2 separate regions of the Mus musculus genome follow, and region 1 is linked to region 2. A link is a contact called in public HiChIP or PLAC-seq data. All regions are on one chromosome and are shown on one strand. Each heading gives the region's core, a stretch centred on a gene start, on an enhancer-like site or on the middle of the called end of the contact. The rest is flanking DNA. Distances are from core to core; before and after follow the strand shown.

Region 1 (5,095 bases), core at 1,084-3,583, 200 kb after region 2:
GGTTAAGAACTCCCAAGGCAGTTTTCCTGTCACGGTCACACCTACTCAGTTCCTTGAAATGTAATAAACTTGATTTTCTTTCCACCAAAACATCTTCATAAAGTTGATCTACATAGTTATTATGATCCTAACAAAACCCACAGCCCTGGGCTGGAGAGATGGCTCAGTGGTTAAGAGTGCCGACTGCTCTTCCAAAGGTCCTGAGTTCAAATCCCAGAAACCACATGGTGGCTCACAACCATCTGTAATGAGATCTGATGCCCTCTTCTTGTGTGTCTGAAGACAGCTACAGTGTACTTACATATAATAAATAAATAAATCTTAAAAAAAAAAAACAGCCCACAGCCCTAGCTGAATATTTGCAGAAATTAAAAAAAAGTTTCTAAAATTCCTCTGAAATGCACAGGACCCAAAACAACCCAAAGCACTGCCACCTGACATCAGCACTCATGATTGTAAGCTACAACAATCAACAAAGGAGGAGTTAACAAATGGACATGTATGTGGAGTGACAGGAATTGAGGGCTGAGAGAGTAGGCCTACATGGGTGGTGGTTGTACATACCTGAAGTCAAGCCTTTAAGAGGCACAGTTGTGTTTGATTGACAGGATGCTTCTGCCTGGATCCTATGTATAACAATTGCTCTGGACTTCCTCTGTTTCCTGGACATGCCTTAAGTATTTTCCTGTGTTGTCTCTCAGTGCAGACGGGGAAGTGAAGCACTGTGTCATCTACAGCACGGCTCGAGGATATGGCTTTGCAGAACCCTACAACCTGTACAGCTCACTGAAGGAGCTGGTGCTCCATTACCAGCAGACATCCCTGGTTCAGCACAACGACTCCCTCAACGTCAGGCTCGCCTACCCTGTCCATGCACAGATGCCTACGCTCTGCAGATAAGCAGAGTGGAAGAGACACGCTCTCTAGCCGTTTTTTTCCTATGGTTTTTATTAGACTACGATGAGGGCATTCTTTCAACGTAGACTGCTTGTTTTGCACAAGTGATTCTGTGAATGTGAAATGGAGAGGCCAAGCAGTAGCTTGGATTTAGAAATGAGGGGCCCAGGGTCTCTGGCCTCGGCTGTGCTGCTGCACTGATGGACTAAGCTGGAAGCAGATATTGGTTTCATGGGGTTTGGGTTTGTTGTCAGGCACCTTTAAAAGAACAGCTAAGGCTTGTTGTGGGTTGGGGTGGGGGTTTTATTTGGAAGTTTCTGAAGAGTCCACATCCCTTTGTCCTCAACCCTAAGAATGCAGCAGGTCACAGTTCTGCTGGGAGTTGTTTTGATTTGATAGTCTCTTCCCCTTTCCCCCAAATAAAGAGCCGATTTTGGCTCTGTGGTAAAGTGGGATTTGGTTTGGAGGGAAAAACAACCAAAGGAAAATAGGGAGGTATGGGATTACATTTTCAGAATCTAAACCAAGGAGGCAAAAGACCCCTTCAGTTGATGTTACTTCAATTTTATCAACATAATCTAGGCTTCAGCATCTTCACCAACTCCTCCCTCTAAAGCACTGTGTTCAAAAACCAACAAAGCAGCATCGCCAGACCAAGGTCTAAGGGGAGGACAGTAGTAGCTGAATGTACACTTCTGTACCAAAACTTGAAAGACTAGAAATGTGAGTTTCAACAAACACTAAAATTGGTCAGTGTATTTCCTTTTGCCCTGGCCTTGTTTCTCAGATGAGGAATAGAATTATTTTGTGGAAATAGTAAGCTTTGAGTCATAATGAAGTTGGTGCTTGTGTGGTGTTTCTTTAAAGAAATGTTTGAAACCCTTGTAAGTTGTTTTATGAGTAAAGAAACAGTGCAATCCAGTGCTTTTAGATGGCTTGATATACCAAATAATGATAGAGAACAACATTGTTGTGTGCTTCCTCAAGTTTAAAAGCCTTGCCAAAACTATACAAGGATTAATTTGCCTTCATCTCCCCTTCCTTTTTTGGATAGGGTTTAGGGAGCCATAGGTAGCTAAAGGAGGACTCGAGTTTGTGGTCAGAGACCTCAGTAAATCACAGGCACATGAGGCCTGGTATCCATGGTGAAGGGTCCATCACATGACATGTTATTCAATACTGTGGTTGAAGCGTTTGCCAGAAGAGGGGATGACGTGGAGTTCAGACTATCTGGGGAAATAATCCACAGGCTTTCCTGCTTGCCCTTTTTGTGAGCCTGCTGTTAAGGCAGTGCACACAGCCTGCTCTCATGCTTCCGTGGCTGTGGTTTAAGCCTTCAGCTAAGTGAAGTTAGATAGAGGAGAGGGCAGCCATCTATTTATGGATTCACACTCATTTAAGAGTTCAGCTGCTTCAGAGTCAGTTCTGGAGCCATAACAGGCTCAGTATGACTCAGCTGCTTGAGCCCAGTAATGTGCAGTCAGGCAGTTTAGACAAGCAGCCTGTGCCTGGGTCATCAGGCTTACAATCAGGGAAGATGAAGTTTGGGGGCCAAAATAAAGATGAATATGACTTTCCCTGAGCACTTCCTTTGGTGACAGTGTCTAGAAGAAACCACAGTATAGAGATAGGTCAAAAGTTTTGAATAATTGTCACAGTTGATAGGGCATGCCATTGATGGCTTTTTCTTGTTCATGCTCCAGTGTGAAAGAGAGGAGATTGACCACCCTCAGCCACTCTGTAAGGCCTTTTTCAAAATTGCCAGCTTAAAATCTTGCTCAGTTTACCAAGTAATGCCAGGCTATTTGTTGATTGGAATACCTGTGACTTTGTACTGATGTTGAACTTGCTGAAGCAGTTATATGCTCAAGATTAGGTGTGAGGAATCCCTCTGATCCAGCACTAAAATTTTAGTATGTCCTGAACGCCTTTTTAAAGAAATCTCTTCCAAGTAAGTCAAAATGATAAAATATACAGCTTTAGTGTTGAATAATGTCTTTACCTTGTAGGCAGACATGGAAGATATGCAGGAGAAAGCAGCATCTACACCTGGGCTGGACAATGGAGAAAGACAGGTTTTCAGTCCTATATTCTTTCCCTTTGAGTAACCACTTTGTGGGAGCTGAGACCAGGGATCATTTAATAAATCGGAAGCTATCTTTTTATTTTTCTGCCAAGTTACTACATGATTTATCTGATCCTGAGCTGTGGAAATGGCATGAGGAGCAGTCTCCTAAGAGTGGCCCTGCTGTCTGAGGGAGTCTGGAAGCAGGTGTTGGTCTTCTTCTCAAGGCTAGCTCAAAGTTCTGTCTCATGATCTAGGCCCTGGGACTATCTCTTTTGGCATCTTAACTGTAGACTCATTGACTAAAGCAGAGGCTAGAGACAGATTAGGACCATAGGGGCAGGCAGATCAGCCAGTCCCCAGATCAGCCAGTCCCCAACAGGAAAGCAGCTTTGGGTTGGCTAGATACAGTTTTTAAAATAAAAACAAAACAAAACAAAGCTGTTTCCACCTGGCATAGTTCAGCTTAGGTAGGTTGTTTATGTTCTTGTCACTGCTCCAGCAATAGATGAAGACATCCTACAGCTCCACACTACTAAGACACAAGCTTTCTACATTTACTTCAGACTCAAGCCCGAGTGGCATCTTCCTTGTGTCCCTTCTCTGCAAGGTACCAGCTTCACCCATTCTCCAGAACTTTAAAGAAAAAATGTACTTGAACAATTTCTGATTTCTAGGATGATCTCTACTGCCAGTTAGATCTTCTTGAGGTTTCCATGACATCATACACCAGAGGTCCATTCTTGGTCCTTTGCTGCCAACTGCTCATTCTTGACTTAGCTCTAGCCATTTGTGACAACCACCCTTGTTTCCTTACAAATCCTCGCATGTAACTTTGGTACTTTGTTGTTTCTTGTGAAGAATCTATTCTGTTGTCTTTGATGTAATAAAAAAATTTCATGTAGTTTATGTAAAAATAACTGACTCAGAAGGAAGCCAACTGTGTCTTGTGTTGGAACAATTCATAATGTAATTTCTAGACCACTTTTGCAAATTGTTCTTGTCACCAAATGTGTTCAGACATTGCTGTGCGGTTGTGGGGAAGGGGTGGGGGGAAGGTAAGGTGAGAACATTGTTGGGGCTTTTTCCTTTTTTTAACCTTCTCCAAGACTTGGAATGGTTGGCAGACTTGCTCCAGATGCAATAAAGACATTGCAGTGAAGCATTTTTTGGTTTTCTTGGCATGGAGGGCAGTGGGCTAAAGCAGGTTAGGGAGTAAGGTAAGAAGTTCTGCATGCTTGAAGTCCATACTGGGGCCAAGAGAGGTTCTCCTTCCTATAAGAGGAAATTAAAACTCAAAAAACAAAAACAAACAAACAAACAAACAAAAACCTTTCTACCTCCCAAAGGACACAAATCCAAAATTAAATGAAAGCCATTTCCTCCCTTTAACACCCATTCAAGTAAATGCATTTTATTGGTTCTCATACTCAGAAGTGTTTTTCTACTCTGCGACTAGGAGAAATGGACTTAGTTTTATAGTTTATGCTTTTGTCCCTCTTCAAGGTACAATACCCACATGGCATGGTCAGGGAATACCTGTTTATTTACCTTGTGCTGTGCCTTTAGTCCCAAGACAACCGAACTTATCTTCTTGGACATCTCTGTATCGCATATGCATTGGACTTAAGAGGAAGGCTGACGATCATCCTGTCCATCCCCAGACCCTCACGCCTGCCTACAGCTATAGAGCTCCCTCTGTTAAATCACAATAGGTAGCCCTTCCAACCACACCCACACCCAGAGTCCCATGTATATTGGATTCTATTTCCTCCCTGCAATCTTTTTGTTTTGTTTATTTTTATTTATTTATTTTTGAGACAGGGTTTCTTTGTGTAGCCCTGGCTGTCCTGGAACTCACTTTGTAGACCAGGCTGGCCTCGAACTCAGAAATCCACCTGCCTCTGCCTCCCAAGTGCTGGGATTAAGCCATGCCTGGCTTTTTTTTTTTTTTTTTGGTAATCTTTTTTTCCACTCAGTTTCATCATCCACATTTAAAATGGCTGGGTGTATAGTGCTACTGAGATAGCTGCTTTTCTAGAGGACCCAAGTTCAGTTCCTAGGACCCACATGACAGGTCACAACATAATTCCAATTCCAGAGGATCTAAGCCCTCTCTGGCCTCTGTGGCAC
Region 2 (5,283 bases), core at 1,258-3,757:
CTCTCTAATGTTTTTGAAAATGTGTCTCTTTCTGAACCTGGGAACTCACCATGTTGGCTAGACTGGCTCACCAGTGAATCCAAGACCTGCCTTACTCTACCTTTCCAGTGCTGGGATTTCAGGTATAGGCCACGACAGGCCTACCATTTAGATAAGTTCTAGGAATCCGAACTCAGGGCGTCACATTTACACAGCAAACAACCCCTGAGGAGTCCACCCAAGCCCTGCATATTCTTTATTTGCTTTGTCTTATCTCTGAATGCAAAGACAAGATTTTATGTTTAGTGGTCCATTTCTAGGATTTACATATAATGTTTGACACATAGCAGGAGCAGGATAAGATAATAAACCATTTTCCTAGTGAACCTACTACATGTAGAAGTAGAGGCCAGTAAGATAACTTAGCAAGAAAAGGCACTTATCACCAGACCTGAAGTACCCTCAGAATGCACATTGTAGAACTGACTCTTGCAAGTTGTTCTCTGAACCCCACATGGTCACTGTGGTACACACATGCCCACACATCACATGCCCATACAACACATGCCCACACATCACATGCCCACACATCACATGCCCATACAACACATGCCCACACATCAAATACATGGTTTGTTTTTTATTTTTTTGGAGACAGGGTTTCTCTGTGTAACCCTGGCTTTCTTGGAATTTACTTTGTAGACCAGGCCAGCCTTGAACTCAAACAGATCACCTGCCTCTGCCTCCTGAGTTCTGGAACTAAAGGGTGTGTGTTCCCACACCTAAAACATATGTATTTTTAAGTGAAGTAGAGAAAACTAAGTGGAATGTCCTCTTCCTCTCATACAGAAAACTGCCTCGAGCAGTTGGAAATGGGATTTCCACGAGGAGCCCAGCCAGCCCCACTGCTCTGCTCTGTCCTCAAGGCCTCAGGTTCTCTACAGCAGCTGTCACTGGACAGTGCCACCTTTGCCTCGCCTCAAGATTTTGGGCTTGTGTTGCAAACACTCAAAGGTAGGAATGGTGAAAGTGGGTAGGTAGGGACCTAACATTGTTCCCTGGGAAAATTAAGCCCCACCACCCATGGTGTGTGTCTCCTATCCAGAACACAACCTATCCCTGAAGAGGCTGAGCTTCCATGATATGAATCTTGCAGACTGTCAGAGTGAAGTGCTTTTTTTGCTAAAGAATCTGACCCTTCAAGGTAAGTTCCTAACCCAGAGCCTGCGCATTCCTGTGTCCTTACTGTAGCTTTGTCATGATCTCAGTCTGCAAACCACTGTTTTCCCAGGTCTCTATCTTCCTTGACTATAAAGGATATGGAACCTACATGACCTTCCTTCTAATATCCCAAGTTTTAGTACATCACCCAGTTTTGTTTTGTTTTAAGGGGCTGTCAGAAATGGTGGTAGCACCTTGGTGGTTTCAATTTAAAAAAAAAAAAAGATAGTGGGGAGAAATAAACATGCTACTGTGTGTGGGTGTGACTAGTCAGACACTCACTGTGACTAGTCTCCCCCCCTGCAAAAGCATCAGTGACTATATATAGAGAGCGGGAAGTGGATAAAAAATTTATCCTCAGAGATGTTCCTCAAACAGGCTCAATGTCCTATTTGAATTGAGTTCCAATATTGCTCGGATCTATATAGATTATCCTTTTCAGATCTGTATAAATGTTCACAGTACCTTGCTAGGCCAACCTAGGACAGGAGGACAGCACCACCCCTGCTTCAGTCATCTGAATATTCTACTTTCTCTTGACAGAGATTACCTTCTCCTTCTGCCGTCTGTTTGAGAAGCGCCCAGTCCAATTTCTTCCTGAGATGGTTGCTGCTATGAAGGGCAACTCTACACTGAAGGGCCTTCGACTACCAGGGAACCGCCTGGGTAGGGACCATACCCTGGAGAGGAGGAAGGGAGAAGGGAGGGAAAGAAGGAACTAGGAACTAGAAACTTTTGGGGTAAAGGTACTGACCAGGTTGTAATATAGGTATTTGAGTACTGGGTATTCAGAACTGCTAGGACTAGGGTTCTCCCAGGTTGGAGCTGGGATAGGATACCCTTGTTTCCTTGTTTGTGAGTAGAGTTAATGAGTGTTCCTCTCTCCCTCGCCAGGGAACGCTGGCCTATTAGCCCTAGCAGATGTTTTCTCAGAGGATTCTTCCTCTTCTCTCTGTCAGCTGGACATCAGGTATGCTAGGGGTTAGGAGACAAGGGATGGGGGAAGAAAAGGATATCAATGTAGACAAAAGCCTAGTTGCTTCCTGGATATCTAATTCATGGCATCCCTACCAGTTCCAACTGCATCAAGCCAGATGGGCTTTTGGAGTTTGCCAAACGACTGGAGCGCTGGGGCCGAGGAGCCTTTGGTCACCTACGCCTCTTCCAGAACTGGCTGGACCAGGATGCAGTCACAGCAAGAGAAGCAATCCGGCGACTCCGGGCTACCTGCCACGTGGTTAGCGACTCATGGGACTCAACCCAGGCCTTTGCAGATTATGTCAGCACCATGTGATGGGGCCCATACCTCACAGGCCCATCCTCAGTACCATCAGCTTGCAGGGACTGAGCCGTGGGCTGCCCAGAATCCCCAACCACTGATTCTGTCATCCTCTTTCTGCCACTTTGTCTATTTCTGTTTCCTTTTCATCTTCCCTTGCACTGAGGTCCTGGAGGCCTTGATGAGGCCCAGCAAAGGCATTCCCACCGCTGAGTTCAGAGGCTTTGGGCCACTTACTCAGTACTCTGGGAACCCCAGGCCAGGAGGTTACGGGTCTCTATCGTCACTGAGGAAAACACCCCCTACCCCTGCTCTGGGGTTTCCTGCTTCATTCCTCAAGCAGGCACCCAGGCTTTAGAGAAGTATAGGAATGCCTAACACCAGGCCTCTTCCCTCCTGGGCTTACCAATGTGTTCCCAGGCCTCAGTCCCTTTCATGCCTTTATTCCTTTCTTTTTCTTTTTTTTTTTTAAACCAAAAAAGTTTTTCTTATAAAATAAATTTTGGGCAAACATCATGCAGCCCTTCTTGATGATTTTCTCCCAGAGAATAAAACTGAGCAGAGCCTCATGAGGCAGAGAACCCCCTTTCCCTGTATCCTTTCCCAAACAACTACATCCAGACCAGCTGATTATCAGTGAAGACCGCGCTGCTCCTCATGAGAACGCTGGTGGAAGACGAAGGTGATGGCTGTAGATGAAGCATCCCAGGCAGCCTGGAGTACCTCATCCTGGAGCCCTCGTTTATCTGTGCTGTGGTTCCACTGAGCCAGGTCTGAAGTGCAGTCAGAACCATCAGGGGGTGGCCAGACCTGACGGTTGTTTACACAACGGCGGCAATGCAATCTGGGGTCAGAGGACAGAGTTGTGGTCACTACGGATTTCTGTGCTGGTCAGGTAGCAAAGAGATAATGACAAGGAACTCCACATACCTGTCATGTGTGTCACTGAGGCTTGCTTCATCCAGAGTAAACAGCTCTTTAAGCTCACCAAGAGAAAAGTGGCGCTCCACATCCTGCTCCTCGTCCACCACACAGCTGCTCAGAGCCTTCTTGTGGCTCTGCCGCTGAAAGATCTTCTCCTCAATTGTTCCTGCCTAGAAATGGGATGAAATGTAGAACTCAACCATTCCTGTAGATGCTGAGGGAGCAGGAAAACCTAGGGGCTGCAAACATCTTGAGAAAGAGCAATTATCTGCCTTAGCAGAGATCCATTTTCCTAGTTTTGGAGCCAAGAATTGTGCTGCTTTGTCTGTCCCGACCATTTTCAGCATCAGTGGAGAGTGTCAGCCTGGCTAAATGGGTTGAGTGTAAACAGGTTATCTGTATCAAAGTGCCCTCCACACCAAGCCCAACTCTCATTCAGTATCATCCGACAATTTTATGTCAGGTCATATACTAGTAATAGGATACAAGAAAGAATGAAGTATGATCGCTATCACAGAGGTCACAGAGCACTTCATTCAATATGCAGACTAACTATATAAATAGATTTGTACCATTGCAAAAACCTGTTAAGTAATACTCAGGGTCTCATGAAAGGAATGATCGAAGAGTTGAGGAGTTCAGAAAGCACTGAAAACAGATTCTCTCTGAGCTGACTCCAGAAAAAAAGGTGGACTAGAAGCCAAGAGCAACAAAGAGGGTCAGTTCTTCAGAAGGCTGAGGCAGGAAGAGTTCTTGGACAAGGTGGAAGATTCTAGAAACATTAAGGTTTTAAAGTAAACATGTAAGTATAAGAAAGCTAGAAAGGATGAAAGAGTAAGATGATCTCTACTAAAGCCTTGAAAACCAGCTGGAGAGATGGCTCAGCGGTTGAGAGCACTGACTGCTCTTCCAGAGACCCCGAGTTCAATGCCCAGCAACCACATGATGGCACACAACCATCTGTAATGGGATCTTATGCCCTCTTCTGGTGTGTGTCTGAATACAGCTACAGTGTACTCATACACATACTTACAGATAGCAGTCGGTAGATATAGCAGATCTTCTTTTGACCATCACGCCAGACTCGGGCCATAGCTTGTTCATCATTGGCTGGATTCCAGTCAGGATCAAACATGACCAGTCGGTTAGCACCAATGAGGTTAAGACCACAGCCCCCGGCTTTGCTGCTCAGCATGAAAACAAAATCAGGGCTCTGGGAAGAAAAGAAACAAGAAAGGAGAGCATAGGATGCACACACTTGGAAACTAAACTGGGATCCTTCTTAGCTCCACCAACACTTTTCTATACTCACACTGAGGACCACAGGTTGGTCTGCCTATCATTCAATTTCCCAACCCACAAAGTCAGTTCCTAAGCCAGATTCATCTTATCACACCCACCAGAACACAAAACAAAAATAAAGCAATGAAACACAACCACCACACAGCTGCTCTGTCAACACATCCTTCCTGCGCTTGCTGTACTTACCGATGGGCTATTGAAGCGCTCCACAACCTTGGCTCGCTTCTTAATGGACATCGTGCCATCCAGGCGAACATACAAGTACCTTGAGGGAGATCCAAATATCAAGACCCAAGAAGCATAAATTAATTGGAACTATGGCTACCAAGAAGACTAGATTAACCATGCTTGAGGCTGCTCACGCATAGTCCAAGGCTTCCCTAAGAGAAGGACAGAGAAGGGCAGGAATTCTGATCTGTGTAAAGACAGAGCTATTGCCATCACAGTCATGAGGTAAGAGAAAGTCCTCATATAGCCACACCTTGATAAACATCCAATAATCAGAAAAATCTAATCATTTTCCTAGAGTGTCAGTGAGGAAGACACATCCCTTTGCTAGCCAGCCTGGTTAGGTTCTT

What was found. HiChIP or PLAC-seq counts read pairs in DNA pulled down with a chosen protein or histone mark.
Region 1: a FOXA1 HiChIP or PLAC-seq map of pancreatic cancer cells shows a contact between it and region 2. The contact joins two enhancer-like sites. A contact is called at or near these places in 1 of 115 datasets of contacts at active chromatin or transcription factors (pancreatic cancer cells) and 3 of 9 other capture datasets (adipose tissue, liver and pancreatic islet).

What each region holds. Positions count from the first base shown.
Region 1 is chr4:116,298,933-116,304,027 of GRCm38.p6, forward strand. Pik3r3 (phosphoinositide-3-kinase regulatory subunit 3) reads left to right here. Exons shown (of 10, transcript NM_181585.6): 10 at 702-4,124. The coding sequence ends at 900. Among named protein-coding and RNA genes, the nearest start is that of Pik3r3, 80 kb to the left of the region's middle. Within about 2 kb of position 2,334, at least 107 of the 459 cell types and tissues checked have an H3K27ac peak or open chromatin away from gene starts, as enhancers often do. A contact at or near this core is called in pancreatic cancer cells, where this site is marked.
Region 2 is chr4:116,094,049-116,099,331 of GRCm38.p6, forward strand. It overlaps Lrrc41 (leucine rich repeat containing 41), which reads left to right. Exons shown (of 10, transcript NM_153521.2): 6 at 829-993; 7 at 1,085-1,183; 8 at 1,744-1,866; 9 at 2,095-2,170; 10 at 2,275-3,061. The coding sequence ends at 2,494. Rad54l (RAD54 like (S. cerevisiae)) reads right to left here. Exons shown (of 18, transcript NM_009015.3): 15 at 4,892-4,970; 16 at 4,437-4,616; 17 at 3,410-3,573; 18 at 2,907-3,323. The coding sequence ends at 3,113. Among named protein-coding and RNA genes, the nearest start is that of Gm52704, 8.2 kb to the left of the region's middle. Within about 2 kb of position 2,508, at least 21 of the 459 cell types and tissues checked have an H3K27ac peak or open chromatin away from gene starts, as enhancers often do. A contact at or near this core is called in pancreatic cancer cells, where this site is marked.